Linked DNA regions of Hordeum vulgare: region 1 is linked to region 2. Evidence: chromatin contacts called from public Hi-C data. All regions are on one chromosome and are shown on one strand. Each heading gives the region's core, a stretch centred on a gene start, on an enhancer-like site or on the middle of the called end of the contact. The rest is flanking DNA. Distances are from core to core; before and after follow the strand shown.

What was found. A called contact is a pair of places that touch in the nucleus more often than the background predicts.
Region 1: a contact with region 2 is called in a Hi-C map of leaf, with 5 times the contacts expected there. The contact joins the promoter of LOC123444131 here to the promoter of LOC123444129 in region 2. A contact is called at or near these places in 3 of 6 Hi-C or Micro-C datasets (leaf and seedling).

Annotation. Positions count from the first base shown.
Region 1 is chr3H:436,843,450-436,846,808 of MorexV3_pseudomolecules_assembly, forward strand. LOC123444131 (histone chaperone ASF1B) reads right to left here and starts at 1,320. Exons shown (of 3, transcript XM_045120749.1): 1 at 1,128-1,320. The coding sequence starts at 1,236.
Region 2 is chr3H:436,426,435-436,429,925 of MorexV3_pseudomolecules_assembly, forward strand. It overlaps LOC123444129 (origin of replication complex subunit 4), which reads right to left and starts at 1,333. Exons shown (of 17, transcript XM_045120748.1): 1 at 1,037-1,333; 2 at 713-959; 3 at 513-603; 4 at 311-367. The coding sequence starts at 831.

The DNA.
Region 1 (3,359 bases), core at 70-2,569, 420 kb after region 2:
GGCAACTCACAAATTATCCTTATTTTGTTCACTCTGTAGTATCTATTTCATACAAGAACCTGTGCATTTTTCATGATTTTAACTATACGTGATATGCGTTTATGCATCACTATAGAATCATCTTTTTATCAGGAAGAATCATAAACTTAAAAGAACATAATGAAACACGTAAAGCTCCAGAAAACTGTGCCCATCGCACCGCCTTAATTTTAGAGAAGTCGACTGAAAGAAACCTGTAGATTAGTCAAATACTATCTTAACAGTATGGCCCTACTTAATACACCGTATCCAGCAGCCTAACCTTGATTCTTAAAATGAAGGTCAGAAACATTCACAAAACAGAGTCCATCAAACTTGCATAGTAGAATACCAGCAGCATGGCATCTAAATACAACATACAAGTCGCGTGATGAAGAAGACATTTACTTCGCACATAAAGTGAATGAAAAACACACTTACTTTCTCAGGAGACCAGTTAAATTGTATGTCAGTCATCCCATGTCCATATAATTAATTTTAGCGAAGGATTTCTGAATCTAACACTAGACAATTTCATTGTAAGAGGCCAATATTGTTTCCCAGAGGTCGTTGGTCTAGTACCAGCTGAGACCCTACGCATCATGTTAACAGGCGGCTTATCAGACCAATCTCTGCTACTTCCTGCTAAAACTTGTACTCCCTCCGTCTCAAAATAAGTGTCTCAACTTTGCACTAGCTCTAGTACAAAGTTGTATTAAGCTTGAGACACTTATTTGGGGACGAAGGGAGTATAACTTTGAGAGCTCTGTTTCGGTGTCAAAGCAGGAGATGATATAATATTTCCCTTCATTTACCAACATGCACCAATATCACACCCATCCACAATTCCGAGCAACTTATCCAATCCCATCGAGTAAAGCAACTGCTCCACCACCCCTGTAAAACCCTAGAATGCATACAAGCCGCAGTAACCCCAGGCTCCCACCCCAATCTCAGCAGCCTCGCATATCCAGCAATCGAATCGGAAGAACAACCCTGAATCATCACAGCATCGAAACGAGCGCCCAAGAATACGCGAAACAATAGCAACAGAGAAGTTCGCGGCGGCGGGGGGAGGGGGGAGAGAGGGGGAGAGGACGCGAACGCACCATCCTCGAGGGCAACGAGGCACTCGTACGAGATCTCGAACTGGAAGGGGTTGACGAAAGAGGTAGGGTTGTTCAGCACCGCCACGTTCGTCAGGTTCACCGCGCTCATCGCCGCCGCCGCCGCCGATCGCCGAACCGAGAGGAGGGGGGGAGGGGTTTTGGCTGGATTTGGGAGATGAACACAGCCCACAGGAGAGAGAAGGGTACTTTCGGTACTTCCTTACTTCTTTTTTCCTAGGGGTCCGTACTTCCTTACTGGCTAGTGGCTATCGACGACGTTGTGGGTGGGGTACTGCCAGACTTGGCCAAATGGGCCACAACGGCCACATATTACGGCCCACAGGGCAGACACTCGTGCCGCAGTCCCCTGGCCCAGGCGCGGCACAGCAAAGAAATGGCCGACCCACCAGACCGCCTAATTTGGGGCCGGTTTTAGGTCTATCTAGGCTGGTTTCCTATTGTTTTAGGGGAGCTCTTAATCGCCGCTCACTGCAGCAATCAGTCAGGGCTTTGCACAGGGCGACCTCCAACAGGGCCGGCCCAGTAGGTGCACCATGACTGTATTTTTTTTCTTTTTTGGATCATTTTCCTTTCCGTTTTCATTTTTTTAAATTTTTTTAACAAAACGTACGAATGTTGAATTTTTTAAATTATTTTTTAAAAACATGAACTACTTTTAAAATAGGGAACATTTTTTTGATTATTTTTCCAAATTATGAAACATTTTTCCAAATTCTGGAACATTTTTCGAATTCTGGATTATCTTCCAAATTCCGGAACATTTTTCAAATTTTGAAACATTTTTCCAAATTCCGGAATACTTTTTAAAAATTATGAACATTTTTCAAAATTCTGGAACATTTTTTAAAATTTCAAAACATTTTTCCAAATTCCAAAACATTTTTTCAAATTATGGAACATTTTTTCAAAATCCAGAACAATTTTGAAACAGAAACAGAAAAAAGAAACAAAAACAGAAAAATGAAAAAAAAAGTTCAGGTAGCCTTCTAGCAGTTTCTCAAAACCGAAAAAAAATCAGTTGGAACCTCCCAAAACCGGGCACGGCACTCTCGCTACCTGGGCCCGCCCGCTCCGTGCAAACCTCAACACCGCTTCACACAAAACGGCAAATAGGATTTTCCTTGTTTTAGGTCTGTCTAAGCCTTTTTGAGGTTCACTGCGCTTCCATTGAAGCACTCAAGGGAGCACGGCAAAACGGGCCGGACCAATTCAAGCGTCAAAGCGGTGACAGGAAAAACTCTCTCAACCAATTTTTTAGGTTTCTTCTTTTTACTAATTTTCTGGTTTTCCTTGTTCTATTGGTTTTCCTTTTTTTCTTTTCTTTTCTGCTTTTGTTTCTGTTTCTATTTCTTTGTTTCATTTTATTTATCCTTTTCAGTTTTTAGTTTTATCCTTTGTTTAAAAACACTTGAAATTCCAAAATTTGTTCATGATTTCAAAAAATAATACAGTTTTCAAATTTGGTTCACTTCTAGTTATTCACAAATCAAAAAAGTGTTGATCGTATATCATGAAGTTGTTCAATGTGTATTTAATTTTTTTACCCTATATCACCAAAATGTTCAATGTGTAGCTAAAAATTGTTCAGTGTATATTTCACAAAATGTTCAATGTATATTTAAAATTTGTTTGTCGTATATCACGAAAAAAGTTCAAAGCATTTTATATGGTGTTCAATATATCACAAAACTGTTCAATGTATAGTTAAAAGTTGTTCAATGTATATTACAAAATATTAAATATATATTTGAAATTTGTTCATCATACATAAAAGAACTCGATATATGTTCGCAGTTTGATAATTGTATTCATGTTTTAAATAATTGTTCACGATGAAAAAATACCTTTTCAAAATTATTCAAGAAAACATTAGCTTTTCTGAGAAAAGATTAAAAACGGATCTGCCGGGGTACATGGTTCTTCAAGGGTGGCGCTGTAGTTTAAGACATGTCCAGTCCCAAGTTGCAGCGGATGGCAACGTTGTTATCCGGTGTTAGGTCAAGTGTTCGACCCATCCTAGGCTGGCATCTGTTTGATTTTAATACGTTTGCTCAACTAGTGGGAATGGGCCGGCCTGTTTGAGCGAAACCTCCTCTGTTTGACGCTAATGAGTCTCGAACAGGAGCTCTCGTTTTGGGGGGCTATGGTATTTAAAAAATCTAAAAAAGAAGAAGTAAACGGATTGTATCGTGCTGGCACACAAGCCCAGCT
Region 2 (3,491 bases), core at 83-2,582:
TATCAACCTGAAGAGCAAGTTTAACGAGCGAGTAGATGCTACCGCTCTTGATAAAAAGAGACAGCAGTGGATTTGAGAACACAACAAAAAAAGTGAGCTGCGAGGGAATTTTTGCATTTCTCTATTTAAAGGCTCTTCAAATCATTTCCTACAGCTTCCTTAGACAAACTTCCTTTTCTCGTAACCCTCACAATGTCACGCAAACTTCACAAGACCAGGTTCACTTTTGTGAGATGCAAGTAAAGCATCGCTTGCGTGTTTCACGTAATGATTAATCAGACACATTTCTAGCAACACATTGTAGGCATACCACGGATATGGCATCAGGATGCTCCTTCCTCAGGTCCTCTAGAACCATGTCGAGCACCTGTATAAACAAATAAAACTTGAGTCTACCAACTGAGAACAGAAAAAATCAGTACATAATGCCAAATGCGCATATGCACATTTCATCAAACAGGGCACCTGTATTTCGGCGAGTCAGGGAAGGGGGAAGAAAAAGGGAACCTCACCGCTCCTTTGCCGCAGCCGCGGGGTCCAAGGAGGAGGACGGAGTTGTTGCAGGCCTCGGAGACCGAGCTGGCCACGAGGTACTTGAGCTTACTGCACAACACAACACGGTACCGAGCGCGCCGGTGAGACTGTGAGAGATGAGTTCGGAGCTATTTCTGGTGATGCATGATGGGGCGGGGATGGGATCGATTCGGTTCACCTGTAGTTGGTGTCGGGCGAGGATCTGAGACAGGAGTGGACGAAGGCCGGGTCGCAGAGCCGGCCACGCAGTACTGCATGTGCGTGACCCGCCACGGGCGCCGGCGCCGCCGCCGCCATGGGAGTTGAACTGTTGGCAGGGGCGGAGCCAAGATTGGAGTAAACCCCGATTCGGACCTGCAATTGGGGGCGCGGAGATCCGGTCCTGGTGTTCGCCGCAGAGCTCCGTGCTGGTCGCGGCCGAGACTCTGCGGGGAGGAAGGAGGATTGAGGACAAAAAGGAGGATTGAGGACAAAAAGGAGGGAGGAGGGAGGGAAACTGTACCTTGCAGTGAACGGTCCGGCGACGATGGCGAGCTGGGGCGGCAGCGAATGCTCCGGCCGTCCGACGACGATGGCGAGCTAGGGTGGCAAAGAACGGGGTGGTGACCAGGGGCACTCGAAACTCAGAAGCCCTAGATGAGGTGCAGATCGTGCCTGCCGGCGGGCATACCGCAGATGCGGTGGCGCCGGACGAGGAGGAGAGGGTCGAGTGGAGGCGGAGGGGGGCTCGAAGGGGGCCACGGAGGCGGCGGCGCTGGTTGAGGAGGGTATCGTGTGAGGAGGGGTGCGGTAATAGAATCGTTTACGAGGGTGTGTTGGTGGTAACGGTATATAACTGGCCTCGAGTCGTTCGGAGCATTAAGAGCATCTCGAACAGATGGTTCAAAATTTAACGGTTTAAAATTAAAGATGTAAAATTTAAACCGTTGAAGATGTAAAATTTAAAGCGTTAAAAATGCGTTTTGAAGTTTTGAAAAAAAGGCCAACTTCAACAGATGGTTCAAATCTTCATGGTCCAAAAGACCAACTTCAATGGATGGTCCAAATTCATGGTCCAAAGCCGGCCAGCAGCCGCGCGTCTATTGTTCAGCCGTTGTCCATCCAGTGCACAACCGCACATATTGCATAAAAACATGTTTTGAAACAACATAAAAAAATTCATGTCCACAATATCAAATTATTACATAGTTTTTCAGATCCACGAGATGAAATGCAACACAAATACAACATAGTTTTGCATAATACAACATAGTTTTGAACAAACAAATAATGAATCTATGCGGATCTTTCGCCATGCCATTTCCAATGCTCTTTCATCAAATCTTTCTGAAGTTGGTCATGCACATCGATGTCTCTAATCTTCTTGTAGACCTTCATGAAACGTCTGATGCGCTGTTCTTTTCGCATGGGGGTTAACAGGAATGTCCATCAAATGATAGAAGTTGTAATCTAAATGTTTTCCACGCTCGTTCTCAATGATCATGTTATGCATGATCACGCAAGCGGTCATGATGTACCAAAGGATCTTTTGATCCCAAAATCTAGATGGTCCTCGCACAATACCAAATTGGGATTGCAAAATTCCAAATGTCCTCTCAAGATCTTTTATAGCCGTCGCTTGTGCATTATCAAAGACAAGTTCTTTTTTACCTTCAGGTTTTGCAACCGGCTTGACGAATGTACTCCACCTCGGGTAGATCCCATCTGCAAGATAGTACCCATAGTTGTAGGTGCGGCCATTTGCTTCGAAGGTCACCGGTGGTGCTTCTCCATTTGCTAAGTTGGCAAAGAGAGGTGACTGGTCGAGCACGTTGATGTCGTTGCAAGAACCGAGCATACCAAAATATGCATGCCAAATCCATGTTTCATGATCAGCAACTGCCTCAAGAATGATAGTGGCATCCTTCCCACGACCCTTGAATTGTCCATGCCATGCTTTTGAAAAGTTCTTCCATTTCCAATGCATGCAATCCACAGACCCGAGCATACCTGGAAACCCTCGAGCTTTGTTCATCTCCAAAAGCCTCTGAGTGTCCTGAGCATTGGGTGCTCTCAAGTACTGTGGACCGAACACTTCTACCATAGCTATTGCGAATTGCTTGACATAGAAGATAGAAGTGCTTTGTGCCATCCCCAAGTTGTCATCAATGTAATCTGCCGGAACACCATATGCCATCATGCGCAAAGTGGTAGTGACCTTCTGCTCAATGCTATGGCCAAGCAACCCGGCATAGTTCCTTCTCTGCTCGAAGGCTGGATTATGCTGCTTCACGGAATTGCAAATGCGGAAGAACAAGTATTTCAACATTCTGAAACGGCGTCGAAAGTAATTCTCCAAAAAAACAGGTGATGATGCAAAGTAGTTGCGCACAACCCGTTTGTGCGCATCAATTCGTTCTCTCCGAATGAACGCACGACCATAAACGGAACCACCGTGCTTCGGTTTCTTCCTCTTGTGCATGGCCACTAGCATAGCAACCTCCTCTTCTTCATGCAAATCAAATTCCTCGTTCGACAATGAATCATCCACGAAAAAGGAGTCAACCGAGCTCATCTACATTGCACACAACCACCGTCAAACATACTATCCAATCCCAAGTTAAATCATCAAGTTTTGTCATTTTTTACCTTGGGGAATTCCGCCGAACACCTAGTGCGTACGGTGGAAGAAGATGGCTGCCGGTTGGATTGGCTGCTGCGCACGGCTGCGGTCGGCTCCTCTGGACGGTGGCGGTGATAAGAAAAGAGCTTCGAGGCCGACCAAGAGGAGCTCGTTGGGCGGCGAACAATACTTCGGCAATCGGGCGGAGGGCTTCGTGCGGCGGTCGTGCGGCCGGCGCAACGGTCGTGAACAGGCTCACGGCTGACGGGGACGAGGTCGGCAGCAGCCTTAGACCCGGCGGAGGCCTACCGCGGCAGCCGGACCGCCGGAGGCGCCAAATCCCGCGCCGGCTGCC